4 separate regions of the Mus musculus genome follow, and all the other regions are linked to region 2. The links are chromatin contacts, called in public Hi-C and promoter capture Hi-C maps. All regions are on one chromosome and are shown on one strand. The core of a region is the stretch at or near the end of the contact, and the rest is flanking DNA. Distances in the headings are between cores, read along the strand shown. Region 1 overlaps Nrxn3 (neurexin III). Region 2 holds the start of Dio2 (deiodinase, iodothyronine, type II). Region 3 overlaps Nrxn3 (neurexin III). Region 4 overlaps Nrxn3 (neurexin III).

Region 1 (4,334 bases), core at 535-3,034, 1.2 Mb after region 2:
TCTCAAATATTCATTTGTTTATAGTTGCATATAATTTCCATGTTATAAATTGCAAAATTGATTAAATAAAACAAAACATTTACACTTACTACCATGGCAAAGACGATTTTCTTTAATTTCTGTATACTTGAACTTCCTCATTATCTTAAAATTAAGTCATGATTTTTAAAAAAAAATAGTATGGCTATTTTAATTTGGGTGACAGAGTATAATAGATTAATTCATAGGAATATTTTTTAATTTCTTAAAGAGAAATAGTTTTTTTCTTGAGACCCCAAAATATTGAAACATACTTCCTTATGCAGATATCTAAAAGTGGTAGGGTTTATTTTCTGAACTTCTAAACAAACTCATCGAATCTATGTAACCTTGGGTTGTCCTTCTTTAGCCACTTGACAAATCCTCAACTTTCTAAGCCATGGGACCAGAAAATCATAGGATTAACACAGAAGCAAATCATACTTTACCTTATGCCTACCTTCTCGGGGGGTGAGGGGGTAGATGACCACAATTTATAAGTTCATCCCCCTTAATCCAATCATCAAACACTTTATCTTGCCTTCTGTTGTTCTTTAACAAAGGGGAATGCCAAGGCTGCCTGATGGGACATAATCCCCTGGATGGAACAGAACTGACCTGTATTAGCATCATTCCACCTGAAAGCTTAAGCCCAATACAAGCAACTGACAGCAAAGATGACCCAGGTCAACTGTGAGCAAAAGGTATAGTAAGGAACCGGAGCTTTGCGTTTCAGTGTGCACAAGCTCTCACAAAATTATGAGAATACGGTGCAAGAAAATGTAGTACTGATGTCTTGAGAATTCTTACAGCCAACTGGAAATTGCAGTTAAAGGGAAGAAGGAGTAGAAAGCGAGAAACCTAAAATGAGAGTACACATCCCTCAAGCCTTTGCTACATAAAATTTGGGGGTCCAGAATTCTATAATATTTGCTTAAGGTCAAAATTTTCTTATACTGCAGGGGAGATTATCTATACACTCCAAGGGTCAAAACTGTGTTCCCATAAAGATGAAATAATGTACATATTTCAAAGGGATGCAGGAACTAATAGTATTGAATGCCTCAAGCACTCTAGGTGAACAGGTATTTGAAGGAAAGGTCCTCTGGGCTCCCTGGAATTTCTTCATGATAATTGCCTAGAGCCGGGCAACAGTAGCAGAACTTAGTTCACATCAGGGAGAAAAAAATGAACTTGGAATGAACTTTTCTCAGCCATACACAGTAAAGGATATTAAAATTATATTTCAATCAGAGAATTCACAATTCATTTTACTAGAAATCATACAGCAAACATTATCTGATACCTCTAAGTCCAACACGTAGCTGGAATTTATGAGCTGTCCGAGTAACACAAAAAGGTGTTTAGTGCCTATATGTAGATTTCTTTAACGTATAAGATCTATTAATTATAAATCCAAGCATATATAAAATAAAAAAGGAACAATAATCAGATCTTCAAGTTTATAAATGGAATATATTTATTACATTTTAGCCATCCTACCAATCCTTTGATTATTAGACTTTACTATCAGCCTTTGGGTGGCTTGATATTTTTTTTAACTTGAGACTAGACCTAAAGCTTACAGTGTCAAAATCCTAGTGTCAAAATGCCCTTTAGCCTGTAGGCTCCTCCTATTGCTTTTCCTGGCTTCACTCAATGTTCTTTGAAACTTTCATTCAATCCACTCTTTCACAAACTGAGCCAGGCTTTGGCTCTTTGCCCTGAGCAGATGAGTGATGTTTACTCTCCACACAGCTTATTCTATGTTCAGCTGCCGCTCACACACTGCCAGCAATTCTTCTAAGCCAGGTCTTGATCAACTCATACCCTTGTGCAAAATCATCCCTTAGTACTTGTGATGGTTAATTTTGTCAACTTGATACAATCTAGAATCACCGGCCAAAAGAGTCTAATTGATGGATTGTCTGGGCTAGATTTCCTGTAGGCATATCTCTGGGAAACTATCCTGATTATTTTAGTGAAGATAGAAGGCATGGCCACTGTGGGTAGCTCCATTCCTTATAAAGGGAATCCTGTGGTTTTATAAAAAATAAAGAAAGGGAGTCAACCACCAGAATGTATACATCAATTCATTGGTCTATGTTCTTGATTGCTGATGTAATATGATCAACTGCTGCCCCAGTTTCCCAAGGATGATAGACTGTAAACTGAAATTGTGAACCAAATCAATCTTTTCTTCCTTAAGTTGTTTTTGCAGTGGAATATTATCACGGCAACATAGAAAAAAAAAGTAGGGCAATTCTTTTCATCTGAAACCTTTTGCCTCCAGAGTCTTGTGGATCTCACTTAATAGGGTACCACCGCTGTGATTCCTCCTTGCTTGACTACAATTAAATGTTCAGTTCTCCAAGAAGTCCCTGGTGTTTCCCACCATCCTTCCCTGTTCACATTGTTTGTTCCACATAACACTGAGCTTGGGCAGAGCACATCAGACATAAAGATAAAATAAGAAATGCATACATTGGACCTCATGTCCATAAAAATGGTACATATGGTTACCATATAGCCCACTGAACTTGGGCAGAGCAGATCAGACATAAAGATAAAATAAGAAATGCATACATTGAACTTCATGTCTATAAAAATGGTACATATGGTTACCATATAGCCCACATTACCCTGGTTATGTGGACTAATTTGAGATATATTTGATTTTTGAAAGATAGAGGAAATAATTAAATATAAAGTCATTTTTTAGAGGAAAAAAGTATTTGCTTAGAAAAGAACATGAACAATTAAGTACAAGAATTAAAATTTTATCACAAACTTTAGTATATAGCATTGTGATTTTGCTGTAGGCTTCCCTCCAATCCCCTTTTTCTTCTAGTACTCAGGTATCCCTTTAACATGCCCCTCCTTACATAAGAGAAGCCTGTTCCTCTGGCCCTTCCCTTCTGTCATAAAGGAGAGTGGGAGATAGAAAGGCATAATTATATATAACACTATCCGGACAAAGTTGACCTTTGTTATTGATTAGCTAATCCTAGGAAATGTAGTATTCTTCTTACAATGCACTTCTATGTAAAATGTAAGATAAATGAGGTAGTTACACACACACACACACACACACACACACACACACACACACACATATATATATATAATATATATATATATATTATATATATATATATATGTAACTAGTATAAATAATGAATAATCATAACAAATTAATGACTGTGCCTAGCCTGGCTCATTATAGCATTTACATCAATCCCCTATTTGCTTCCAAACTAATATCTCATTATTATCATTATTACAGTTCAGGTCTTAGATGTTCCCTGAAGTTCTAAACATTGACATTTGGTGCTCTGCCTGACACTCCATTGAGAAGTGGTGAATGGTGGAAATTCATGGAAGGACATTAGATCATGGGGGCTGTGATGTTGGAGAAGACACTGGGATCCTTCTCTTTCTTTTTTTTTATGTTTCCTGGCTACCATAAAGTGAAAGATCTTTTATATCAGTTGTTTTCAAATTTCCTAATGCTACAACCCTTTAATATAGTTGTTTATGTGGTGACCCCCCCAAACATAAAAATATTTTATTGCCACCCCATAACTAATTTTGCTACTATTATGAATCATGATGTAAATATGTGATATGCAGGGTGTCTGATATGTCAAACCAAAATGGGTCATGACTCACATGTTGAGAACTGTCTATACCAAATGTTCTGTACTGTGCATTATACTGTCAAAGCTTCATAGCCAATTGAGCATGGTCCAAACCCTCTGAAACTGTGAGGTAAAATGACCATTTGCTATTTTCAAGTTGATAATTTCAAACATTTTGTCTGCCATTGCTAGGTCATGGTAACAAGTGTAATCTTCACCATCAAGCTTCAGATACATTGCATATATTTATGAGAACTGCATTAACATTCACACTCTGCCAGATTTTATATAAAGTATCAGCAATACAAGGGCAAACAAGCAATTTTACTGACCCTATAGAATTCAATGTACACAAAATACTGGATGGGCATTTGTGACAGGTACCTCATAGAGAGCTAGGTCATTGAAACAAGTGAGCAAGGAAGCCAAACTTTTGGTGACTGGCACTATACTAAAGCAATTTGTAATTGAAATAATCAAATAGTCCTGATCCAAATTAGAGAAACAATCCATTTCTGAACAAACATGTAAAAACTACACTAATACCCATTAGTTCAAGGCCCACTGAGCATTCACAGGTGAACAAATGAAGAGCATGGGTCCAACAGCCAAAGAAGGTTTGGCAAAGTTATGTTTTCTCCAGGTGTTAAAATGTGCTAGAAGATTTACAATGAA
Region 2 (3,744 bases), core at 350-2,849:
CCCTAGGTATTCATTCATTCAGAACACCACTGAGCTGAACATGTCCCAACCAGGATTCTTATGTGCTCGGGAGATGGCAATGTGTAGAGAAGACAAGAGTTGTGGGTCACATAGAGCTTACTCTCTCCTTGGGACTATTTTTCAGAACCATATTACCAGCTGAACAAAATACATCCATATGCAGATTTTAGCCCATGCTCTCTACAAAGAATGACCTCTGTTTAGGCTTTACAGTCCTGTCAATACAGAGTTGGAGACCGGGGGCAAGATATAGAAGCTCAAGGGACTGACCACCTGTTTGCATCTACTGTTCAGCTCGAGCTTGACAGGAGCTCTGTGAACATAGAAAACTCAACAAATTGACTTTCAATTTCAATTTATGTTTCCACTCCAGTGTCTATAATTGTCACTACTACTCTCAGAAAAATGTCACTCCTAGAAGTGATCTGTTAGGTAAGAGAGGGAGGAAACGTAGAAGGAGGTAGGGGTGGAAACTCACTGCCAGGTTCTATCTGTTTAAATAACTGTCCTGGGAACTAAAAGGCAAGAGAGTCCACTGAGGCCCAAGGGGCACCTGGTGTTAATTCTTGGTTTGTTTCTATTCCTAACCACTTACAGCCCCTAGCCACTTACAACCCCTACCATCTATATAGCCCCTTACTACCTATATAGCCCCTAACTACCTATAGCCTTTTTACTTTCTTTTAATCTTCTCCTCCAAGCAAACTAAATGGCTCCCTAAAGCTTCTGGACTATTAAAGGCTGAATTTAAGAGATTCTCATAAATAATCAATTTCTCAGTCTCCTGGGATCTAAATGCCAATGAATGGAAATAGTATTTTATCAGTGTTGTAGGGAAATGACACTGAAAGAGTTGGTCACTCAGCAGCTCCTTCCATGGCTGGAAGGTTAGTTGTTATTGTTGTTGTTGTTGTAATATCGAAGCTTTAGTAAAACCAAAAATAATACTTGAATTCAGTTTGGGAATAATCTTTAAAGATATACCATGGTGGTCTCAAATAGTTTATAAAATTTCCAACTCAAAATTCACTTTCTATTCCCTCTGATAAGATCATTACTGAAAATATATTCATAACACCCAGGAATGAGATCGGGTGAGAAAAAAACCAATCCTGTGTAAAGGTGTAACGCCCACACGGGAGCATTAATAGCTTTATTTTTTCTTTTTAATGGAGCAGAGAGCACCCATGTTCACGCTTTCGCTTTTCTACCTGCCTGCCAGGAAGCTTTCTTGCCAAAATTCCTAAGTTAATAAAAATGATAATCAGAGGAAAGTGTTAACATATTAGTCTACAAATTACTTTTCTTTAAGTTTGGAAGCATTTCTTGAGACTTGTCAAAGGTAACATCGTTTTTTCTTTCTCTCCCTTTAAAGCACAAAGCAAAATCCTTCTGTCTCCCCCACCTCTCCTTTTAAAAAAGTTGTAGAGTTTTGCCTTTCTGCTCACTGCACTCCTGGCCAAAGTAAGCCCTCTTTCTCAATGACGTCAAGATCTTTAGCAAGATTAGGCTTTCATTTCTCTATTGCAGCAATTAGCCAGGGAATGTATAAAAGGCTTCAGGGAGACTCACTAGCTGCAGAGAGAGGCACTCTGCAGCCAGCGGAGGCAGAAGATAGCAAAGAGGGAAACGCCAGAGGGAGGGGGCAGAGGACAGCCGCTCCTGGAGAACCTGGAGAAAGGACAGGCAGAGGGAGACAGGCTGGGAGGAGGAGAACAGAAAGTATGTTTACAACGGAGTAAAGACAGAGCGAAAGAAAGAAAGAAAAAAAGAAAGAAAGAAAGAAAAAAACCCCAAACAAACCAAACAACCCCTACCCTTACAGCACAGTTAAGAAATTGGCAGTGCAAGAAGCCAGACAGCGTTTAAAGGAACATGAAAAGCTAAAAGAAAATTTTTACCATCTCTGCAGTCTCATAGGTGCCTGGAAATGAAAGTAGAACTTCCTGTCTTTAACGGACTCTGACAGGGGTAAACTGGATTAGGGACTGGCACGCCAGGGTTTTTGTTGTTGTTGTTGCTGGTGGTGGTGCCTTTTTTTTTTTTTTAAACCATCTTAAATCCTGGAAAAAAATGCATCTCGGAATTGAATGAATTGATGGGTACACTCCAACTGCTGGGCTGCAGAGCCTGAACCTGGTCTTTCCATTTCTGCTTCTTTCAAAGAAGAGACAAGTTGGGATTTCTTCTAATTTAGCTTTTCTCCCTCTCCCTCACCCCCCTCCCAACCTTCCCCTTGGTCCCCCACTTCTCTACCACCACCTTCCTTTGCAAAAAGAAGGTGACTGGGGAAGCAGAGTGCCCAGGAGACTGACCGAGGAGGCAGAGAAGATGGGACTCCTCAGCGTAGACTTGCTGATCACCCTGCAGATCCTGCCAGTCTTTTTCTCCAACTGCCTCTTCCTGGCGCTCTATGACTCGGTCATTCTGCTCAAGCACGTGGCGTTGCTTCTGAGCCGCTCCAAGTCCACTCGCGGAGAGTGGAGGCGCATGCTGACCTCAGAAGGGCTGCGCTGTGTCTGGAACAGCTTCCTCCTAGATGCCTACAAACAGGTGAGCTGCAGCCACTGAGCTTCTCCTGGGTCGCAAGGGCTAGGGGTGTGGAAGGTGTGGGGCTGCTGGCTCTGGGGAGTCCTACTTGGGGTGTCCTCTCCAGTGACTATGTTCCACGGAGTCTCAGTGCCACTTGGGACACCTGTTGCACAGGTTAGATTTGGGAGTGACAGACACGGAGCCACGGGGACTCTTGGTGACTTCAGTAGGAGTCTTTAATGAGGGCTGCTGTTACTTTGCACTGAATTGGCAGTTGAAGGGGTTTGTGCTGGTATAAAATAACTGTAGGTAAAATCAGAGTTCTGGGAGGGGGGCTTGGAACTTGCTGTATTTGTTCTGCCCTTGATATGAGCTGGTTTCTGCTGCTTTGCTTTACATGTGTGATATGTAGGAGAAGGTTTGAATAGTGTTTTCTTTCTGCTGAAATGGTCAGAGTTGGATGAGGATGATGGTGGTGGTGGTGATGATGATAATGATGATGACGATGGCTGTGACCTCACTATAGCCCCTCCATTTCTTAGGGAGTTAAGAACAAATGAAAGCAAGCTGAGCATGACCACCTACTTAGTTGGAATGTGTGGACTCCTCGTTACTAAGTGTCAGTTTGCAAAAGAAAGATCTAGGGATAGGTTGTCAGAAACCCAGACTTTGTGTGTGAGACCGAATCTACAAATAAATTCCCATACAAAGAAGTGATGGGTCTATAATGCATTCCTATGTCAGGCCTTGGACATTAGAGAGGTGACCTCCCTTACCTGGGGACAGTGTATTCCCATCAGCTTTTGAAACACTGGGGTGAGTGATTGATGCATGGATGCGAAAACTTCCGGTATTCCAGCCTTTCTGCTGCCAGGACATGTTTAGAGGAACATTTTCAAACCATATCAGTCAGGGTAAAGTGGGATGAATACTTTTGTACGGTCGTCCATCCCTTAGGCTTCTGAACCATCCTGGGTATTAGAAAGAATGAATTCATGTGGACGAAATAAGTTTCTATAAAAAGAGGAAATGTGTTCCTAGCAGTACTGAAAGAGCTTGTCAGAGAAGGGAGTTTGGAGGAGTAGCGAAGCCAGACGTTCAATCGAGTGCTGCTCTTGGGGCAGGTGGAAGGGTGAGCATCATGATGGGAACTCCGAACAGCAGAGGAGGAAGGGAAGGAGTCCTTCCCCA
Region 3 (3,782 bases), core at 470-2,969, 1.2 Mb after region 2:
GGTGAAACCTTCCCACTGCTGCATGCAAACTCCCTGGTTGGCGCATGAATCCTCCTGACAGGTTGTACTGGGTCCTGGTAGTGCACAAAAGTGGAGGGTGTGGGGTGAGAAAGAAGGAAAGAACAAACATTAACAAATAATCAACTAAGACATCACCTAAATCTACCACCACCATGCCCCAACACGGTCAAAAACACAACCATCAAAAAATATCAACTCCATCACATGCAACAGAATTCAGTATATACCAAGTATGACAGAAATACATAGTTGGCCACACACCATCAATGATTACACAGGAAAGGGAGAGGGCTGAACGCATGTTCTCCTTTAGGTAGACTTTGCATAAAAGTTTCATGTTCTAACATTCAACAAGAAAGACACCTTATTTGGAGCATGGATTTGTACTTGAATAATGCTAAAGTAGAGAAAAATTGTTCTCATAATTCTAAAGAAATAATGTACAATGTTTTATTCCAAAACTAAAGGCCCCTAAATCCATTCTGTAATGCTGCAATTATGAGTAGAAAGGAAAAGGAGGGAAAATTAGCTCAAGTGTGCTGTGTCCTATAGGTGTTAAACAATTTATGTAAATTGTGTTATTAAGTCCCCCGAGAAGCTCAAATAGGTAATTATGATTAAACTCCATTCCATAGATTTATAGTATTAAACCAATTTACCCAAGGCCCCAACTTTCTCTAGGAATGCTAATGCCTATTTTAGAGAGATAAATATGGAGACTACCTCTTCACCAGATTCCCAGAGTGCAGTCCTTAGAACAGTCATCGAGTATTGGTAGAACTACAAATTCTTGGAGCCCACCCTTAATCTATTAAACTGGAAACTTTGAAGGAGACAGAAATCCATCTGCATAACCTTCAACAATTCTAATGCAGCCCACGCTTTGAAAGCTACCACACTATGCCACACTGTTATTTAGAGATTTAATATACATGATAAGGTGTGCCCGCCCCTGGGGTGTTTCTAGACCAGAAGATGCAAAAGAATTATTTTGCTGTAAGGAGAAACTAGTAAATCCTGGGTAATTTTCTTTCATTATCATTTCTATTTTTATGTGTCTTTACCTATCTAAATATAGTGGTGCATGTACATAATTTATAAGCCAGTATATCCACTTCCAAGGCATTCTAGGAATCTATTTATTTTCCAGACGGGAGTAAAAAAGAATATTATACAAGATTTGCAATCTCATCCCTACAGACAGCCATTAATATCAATCTTTTTAGTTAGTCTGAAACCAATCTTTAACCATTCTCTTTTCATTCTTAAGTTATACTTTGACCTAGGGGTAAATATAAATAGTAATATCTGAGCTAACAAAAAAAAATAGTGTAAAATTCAGGATTAGTCCAGATTCCCCAAGATTCTCAGCAAAGGAGATGGCCACTATGGCTCAGCCAATGTATTAGTTACGAATCAATGCATAAAAGCACTTGACAGAGTGAAGAAAATATATTTATTTATTTAAAAAATATTTATTATTACTGCATCTTTTGCATTTTCCAAGCTAAGCTTCACACAGGCACAGAATACTAAATGTGACCAGGCAGGGTGTTCAAGATAGATAAACTAGGAGAGAGAGAGTTCAACTTCTAGGTGGCAAGACATTTTGTATTTATTCATGAAGGGTGGAAGCAGAGCAAGCCATCAATCATGAGACAAAGCTATTAGGATATGACATAAGAAAGTTCAAGCCAATTACTAACGCTGAGGGAACAGCGCCACTGCTGGGCTTCTGCAGCTCCTATTTGCTGTGTGGTTCCCCCATGTGGAGATGAAAGGAGGGACATGGTCATGTTCTCAGTGGGTCTTAAACTTGAGCATTGTGTCCTGCAAGTTTCATTAACAATGGCAAATCAGGACAGCTTCTTTCAAAGGATAAAAGTGTCTGAGAAAGCCACAGGGCTCCCTAGCCAAACAGCTCTCACCAGACAATGGACTAGTAATTCAACTGTGCTCAAGAATCAGAAACACATGGAAGGCTTCCCCTTGAAACGCAAAAACTTTGAGAAAACACAGCAATTCTTTGCATGGTTACTGAAGCTGGAGAAAAGCCATTCTCCTCCCCTCTAACGGCCATAGTTTAGCCATTTTAAAAGACCAGTCTGCACATTGCCCTCCCCCCCCCCCCAGATCAAACATTCTTCAATAACTACATGCAGGATTCTTCTCCTTCTTTGTGGCCACACACTTATTATCTGCAGCATTAATGTCTCCATGTGACAATTTGAATTTTATTATGCATTCTACTATTTTCTACTTTTTATGTATCTGTTTTAAAATATTTGTTATTAAAAGACTAGTTGGTGCACACTTTTTAGAAGTCGTGTATTTTGCTTTGGGGAGGTTCTTTCTGCATTAGGAATACATGCATTCAAACAAAGTGTTTCCATATGTGACTAGCTGACATGAACTGCTAGGTTCATGAGTTTCCTTTATCTCATACTTTTAAATCCTTAATGATAAAGTGAGACTTTAGTCTGCAAAGAGAACAGACTAAGTCTTATCCATTAAACGGTTGCTCAGGAATCAGAGAGGGAATTACAGACCATTTCCAAATTCTTCTAAGCTATTCCTTATCCCATAAGGGTAAACCCCATGACTGCTGCATTATCACTATCCAGCTGTATGTTCAATGACTTCACATCAGTTCACAACTAAACATGGAGCTCATTTCAAGGTTTTCATCACGAGTCTCTTGCCTCCTATCCCTGTTACACTACCTACCATCTGTCCCCAGATCACTGTGTAACAGTATCCTTCCCACCTCTCTAACATGCTGATATTCAGACTGTTATCACTGTCTTTTTTTTTTCCATTTTTTATTAGGTATTTAGCTCATTTACATTTCCAATGCTATACCAAAAGTCCCCCATAACCCCCCCCCCGAATCCCCTACCCACCCACTCCCCCTTTTTGGCCCTGTCTTATGACATGAGCATCATCCCAAAGCTTGTGAGCCAAGTACATCTCCAGGCTCCAGGTAGCCCTACTGCTTGGGGGCTAGATCAGGAATCTGAGTTGTAACAGGCTCTCCAGGTGTTTCTCTTGTTTCTCTTCTTTTCTCTTCTCTTCTCTTCTCTTCTCTTCTCTTCTCTTCTCTTCTCTTCTCTTCTCTTCTCTTCTCTTCTCTTCTCTTCTCTTCCCTTCCCTTCTCTTCTTTCTTTCTTTTTTTTTTGGGGGGGGGCTTTCCCTGGGTTTATCTTCTTTGTAAACTGTATTTTATTGGATATTTTCTTTATTTACATTTCAAATGTTATCCCTGTTCTTGCTTTCCCCTCCAAAAAACACCCTCCCCCATCCCCTATTCTCGCCCCTTTCCCCCTCCCCCTCTCCCTGCTCACCAACCCACCCACTCCCACTTCTTGGCCCTGGCATTTCCCCACACTGGGGCATAGAGCCTTACAAGGCCAAGGATCGTTCCTCCCATTGATGTCCCACTAGACCATCCTCTGCTACATATGCAGCTAGAGCCATGGATTCCCCCCATGTGTACTCTTTGGTTAGTGGTTTAGTCCCTGGGAGCTCTGGGGGTACTGGTTAATTCATATTGTTGTTCCTCCTATGGGGCTGCAAACCCTTCAGCTCCTTAGGTCCTTTCTCTAGCTCCTTCACTGGGGACCATATGCTTAGTCCAATGGATGACTCTGAGCATCCACTTCTGTATTTGTTAGGCACTGGTAGAGCCTCTCAGGAGACAGCTATATCAGGCTCCTGTCAGCAAACACTTGTTGGCACCCACAACAGTGTCTGTATTTGGT
Region 4 (3,768 bases), core at 673-3,172, 1.2 Mb after region 2:
TTCAGGGTAATTGATTGGGCCTGTTTCCCAAAAAAACAACCATGTTGCCTTGACCCTTTGTAGTGCACTTACTTCCATAGTTTACTGGCAGGTGACAAGTCATCCACATACTACAATTCTGAATGATGATGGAATTGAATCTAGGAGAACTCTTGCCTGATCTGTAATTTCCCAAGAGACCATACCACATAGTAAACATGTCACTAGGTTGCCTTGGATGAGGTTCTTAATGTTTGTGTACCTCCATTTTCCATTTGTGAATTGAGTCTGAAGCTGTCAGAATTAAAGGCATCAGCACATAAGACATCTTGAAAGTGTCTGGGACCTTAATTATTGGCTAATACAAATTATTCTGCATTCACTGTTTTCCTTTCTTTGGTCATTTTAATCATTTCTCAATTAATTTGCAAGCAATGTCTTCTTATACATGGACCATTCTAGTGCCTTCTGGATGTCCAATGGCATACAGCAGAGGCTGAGTTCAGCAAGTATAAGTGGTAGAGTGGGATAACATGCAGTGGGCTCATATTTGAGATGTCAACTCGAAGGTCAGAATTTGTAGGACCAATTTTGTGTGTATGTGTGAATCTGGGCCAACAGTCCAAGCTTAGCCAAATAATAATAGTAATGATAATAATTATGTTAGTAATAATAATATTGGGAAATGCCAGGAGAAAGCATTAGATTGCCCATGACTTCCAAACACATGAGAATATGAAGAAAAGGAGGACTTAAAAAGGCCCAGTTGGGGAATTTTCACATTTATGTCACAATTCTCCAGCCTCACTTGATCTAAACATTTTCCATCAGGTGTTCAGCACATTTTAAAAGCATGCCATATCATAAAATACCTTATTCTTAAAAATAATCTAAAGCAATTGATGCATATCTAATTATTGGTGAACAGCAATGTGCATTAGCTTATCAAAGGGGCCCCATGAATCTTGTAATGAAGAGCTTCATTTGACCAAAGCTTTCCTATGCTCACTTTATCAACTTTTATTAACCTGTATAATATGATTTCTTGGAATCTTTGACAAATTAAAGTGTAGGTGGAGAAGAGAGAAGTCAACTGGGCAGAAGTGGGGTGAGTTTTTACACTAGCGAGAAGTTCCATGCCAAGTGTGTGGTTTTAGCACATCAGGTCGCTGCTCTGAGGAGTGTAAACCAAGAAAGGCATTCTTTTAATTTGTTATTCATAATAGAAATCCAGCCCAGTCAATCAATCAAGCCTTATTAACTGTCAACTGAACTTAATACTTTTCTAAGAATATAATTATATGATAATAAGTGAAAAACACCAGGTTGGAAACTAATTCTTTCCTGGCCTTTGGTAACATGTGAGCCTGGCCTACTCTCTGTCATTTGTGTAGACTAGTTAGAAATTTGTCACACTGGGGGACCTTCGATGGCATGAAAGGGATTACTAAGTAAGCCAGTAAGGCACCATTTATAACTTGGGGGTCTATGTATATTTTAGATTCACAACCTGGTTTAACGAATTCTCTAAATTAAAAGTAAATTCCCAAACCTGCTTTCACTGTTTGAAAAAAAAAAGAAAAAAAAGAAAAAAAAAAAAACATCAACAACAACAAAAATACCAGACAAAGACACTAACTCTCTACCTCTCCCAAATTCCTTTCTTCTTTGTAGCTGCTGCCTGCCACCAGCATTGAGGTAGGAGGTATGGCAGAAAGTGAAAGGATTTATTAATTTCAAATAAAATTACTAGATGGCTTGGACATTCCACGCTTTAGCCCTGTGTTCTAATTGTTGGGACTAACAGAAAGCACAGCATGTAATTGCCTTTATTCCAAAGGTTCTATAAAAGAACAATGATCAAGGCAAGGGATTATTGTACCCTTAGTTCTGCAAATCTTTGTGTTCTTTGTGTTTTTCCAGGAAAATGAAAGGCACACACTGCTAAGCGAGATTGGGGTGAGAGTGCCACCTAGTGGCCTCTATTCACAACATGCTGTAAATTGTGCCTTTCTGGGATTTTAACCAGCCAAATCCAAAAGAATTAGTGCTACTCACCACCATAGCATTTGCAGGCCCCTGTTTGACCTCACAGCTCATGGGGACAGCTTGAATAATTAATGGAGATTGAAAGTGGCTTCTAAACAACATAATCTTTTTTTTTTCTTTCATCTCATTTTCTACATTAATTTTATACCATTAAGCTACTCTGATGGTCTGTAGGTCAGATGCTATTTCCAAAGACTGATTTGGGTCTCTGTGGAATTGGATATGGGATAATTGGTATGACTCTGCATACCTTCTTTTCTAGGAGGGAAGAGACAAAGTACCACGGTAGACATCCTGAAATGTATTCCCCACCTCGCCCTTCCTCACTTCCCTATAGTTTGCCTGCACTGGAAGAGAAATCATTTTCTTTTGATGGATTGCAAAGTGCAGCAAACTGCTTCCTTCTTTGGAATCACACAGATGTGAATTTGAAGCTTAATTACACAGCTCTAATATCCCATTCCTCTTCAGTAAAGTGACAATAGGAACATTTATTTTGAAAGAATATTGAATTATTGGGGATTAAATGAATTGATACTTGTAAAACAGCTATCGCAACATCCAATGCTAAATGGATATATGCTGTGTGTTTTCCTCCATGTAGATTGATCTGTCTCTGTCTCTCCATTTCTGTCTCTCTGTGTCTCTGTCTCTGTCTCTACACACACACACACACACACACACACACACTATACTCCACTAAAATTACACTTAAATTACAGAGGTAATAAAGATCAGACTCATCAATTAAAGTTTAGGACTCACTATCACATAACATTTATGATGGAAAGGGCCTTAAAAATAACAGAAGTTCACATTGAAAGATGGGGAATTGAAGAAAATGAGATTTTGTATATCTATCCCGAAGGCATAAAACCATTTACTGGCACTGATTGTATTAAACCCTAGGATTCTGACTGTCCAACTGTCTTGCTCTTCACAGGAGGCACTGGGGGCGACAGCTGTGACTGCAGCCTGTATTAGACAAGGGTCAGGAATAGCAAGTGGCTTCCTAAACATCCTGCAGGGAGTTAATGTCAAGGCTAGATCAGAGGCCAGCTCAGATGCCAGTAGAGTTCCATGTAATTGCCCCATGCTGCCTCGAGTTTATTTCCTTATATGGATATGATTTCAGCATAATGTGTGCTTGGATGCTAGGCTGCAGACTCAGGATCATCACCTGACTAATTACAATTATCCATCAAATTCTGAAAGAGAGGTTACCTTCTTTTGCCAGTCTTAATTTTTGAACCACAATTGGTTGCTTTTTCATATGACTGACAATTATAAGCCCACCACCTACACCAGAATCTGAAGATGTAATCTTAACATTTTCAAATACTATTTTCTAATCTACTCTATTGGTTTAATAATAGGAGATGGGTAATTTTTGTGTACCTTTTATCTTCCACTCTTTGAGCATATTGCTAACATATAGTGTGCTGGCAGGAAGCACTTGCACTTTGTATGAGACTCTCAGAACTCTTTTACATACATATGAATTTATTCATTTACACATTGCCTTCCTAAATACAGATTCCATTCTGCAGAGAATCTGTCTATTTGGCCATCACTATATGTTCAGTTCTTCCCATAACAATGCTTGATATACAGTAGGTACTTAGTGAATAAAAATTAAATAAATGAACAGCCCATTAAGTCAAACATGTCCAGCCCCTCCTACAGCATACTCTTCAATATTAATTATATTCCCTATGAAATTCTATATTTTTGGACACT

What was found. Promoter capture Hi-C pulls out the DNA fragments that hold promoters and counts their contacts. A called contact is a pair of places that touch in the nucleus more often than the background predicts.
Region 1: a Hi-C map of cerebellum shows a contact between it and region 2, with 1.7 times the contacts expected there. The contact joins the enhancer-like site here to the promoter of Dio2 in region 2. A contact is called at or near these places in 9 of 39 promoter capture datasets (the 3T3-L1 cell line, 3T3-L1-derived adipocytes, cranial neural crest and 5 more), 5 of 484 Hi-C or Micro-C datasets (cerebellum, cerebral cortex and uterus) and 1 of 115 datasets of contacts at active chromatin or transcription factors (astrocytes).
Region 3: a promoter capture Hi-C map of liver shows a contact between it and region 2, with 5 times the contacts expected there. The contact joins the enhancer-like site here to the promoter of Dio2 in region 2. A contact is called at or near these places in 8 of 39 promoter capture datasets (the 3T3-L1 cell line, 3T3-L1-derived adipocytes, cranial neural crest and 5 more).
Region 4: a contact with region 2 is called in a Hi-C map of cerebellar granule neurons, with 2.9 times the contacts expected there. The contact joins the enhancer-like site here to the promoter of Dio2 in region 2. A contact is called at or near these places in 15 of 39 promoter capture datasets (the 3T3-L1 cell line, 3T3-L1-derived adipocytes, the HPC-7 cell line and 10 more), 10 of 484 Hi-C or Micro-C datasets (the AtT-20 cell line, LSK cells, cerebellar granule neurons and 5 more) and 2 of 115 datasets of contacts at active chromatin or transcription factors (astrocytes and large pre-B cells).

Annotation. Positions count from the first base shown.
Region 1 is chr12:89,548,916-89,553,249 of GRCm38.p6, reverse strand. All of the region lies in intron 14 of Nrxn3 (neurexin III), which reads right to left. Among named protein-coding and RNA genes, the nearest start is that of Gm40537, 580 kb to the right of the region's middle. Within about 2 kb of position 1,784, at least 3 of the 459 cell types and tissues checked have an H3K27ac peak or open chromatin away from gene starts, as enhancers often do. A contact at or near this core is called in cerebellum, where this site is marked.
Region 2 is chr12:90,736,893-90,740,636 of GRCm38.p6, reverse strand. It overlaps Dio2 (deiodinase, iodothyronine, type II), which reads left to right and starts at 1,599. Exons shown (of 2, transcript NM_010050.4): 1 at 1,599-2,574. The coding sequence starts at 2,353. It overlaps Gm26512 (a long non-coding RNA gene), which reads right to left and starts at 2,430. Exons shown (of 5, transcript XR_872906.2): 1 at 2,337-2,430.
Region 3 is chr12:89,529,183-89,532,964 of GRCm38.p6, reverse strand. It overlaps Nrxn3 (neurexin III), which reads right to left. Exons shown (of 20, transcript NM_001198587.3): 14 at 1-74. Among named protein-coding and RNA genes, the nearest start is that of Gm40537, 560 kb to the right of the region's middle. Within about 2 kb of position 1,719, at least 5 of the 459 cell types and tissues checked have an H3K27ac peak or open chromatin away from gene starts, as enhancers often do.
Region 4 is chr12:89,503,500-89,507,267 of GRCm38.p6, reverse strand. All of the region lies in intron 10 of Nrxn3 (neurexin III), which reads right to left. Among named protein-coding and RNA genes, the nearest start is that of Gm40537, 530 kb to the right of the region's middle. Within about 2 kb of position 1,922, at least 9 of the 459 cell types and tissues checked have an H3K27ac peak or open chromatin away from gene starts, as enhancers often do. A contact at or near this core is called in cerebellar granule neurons, where this site is marked.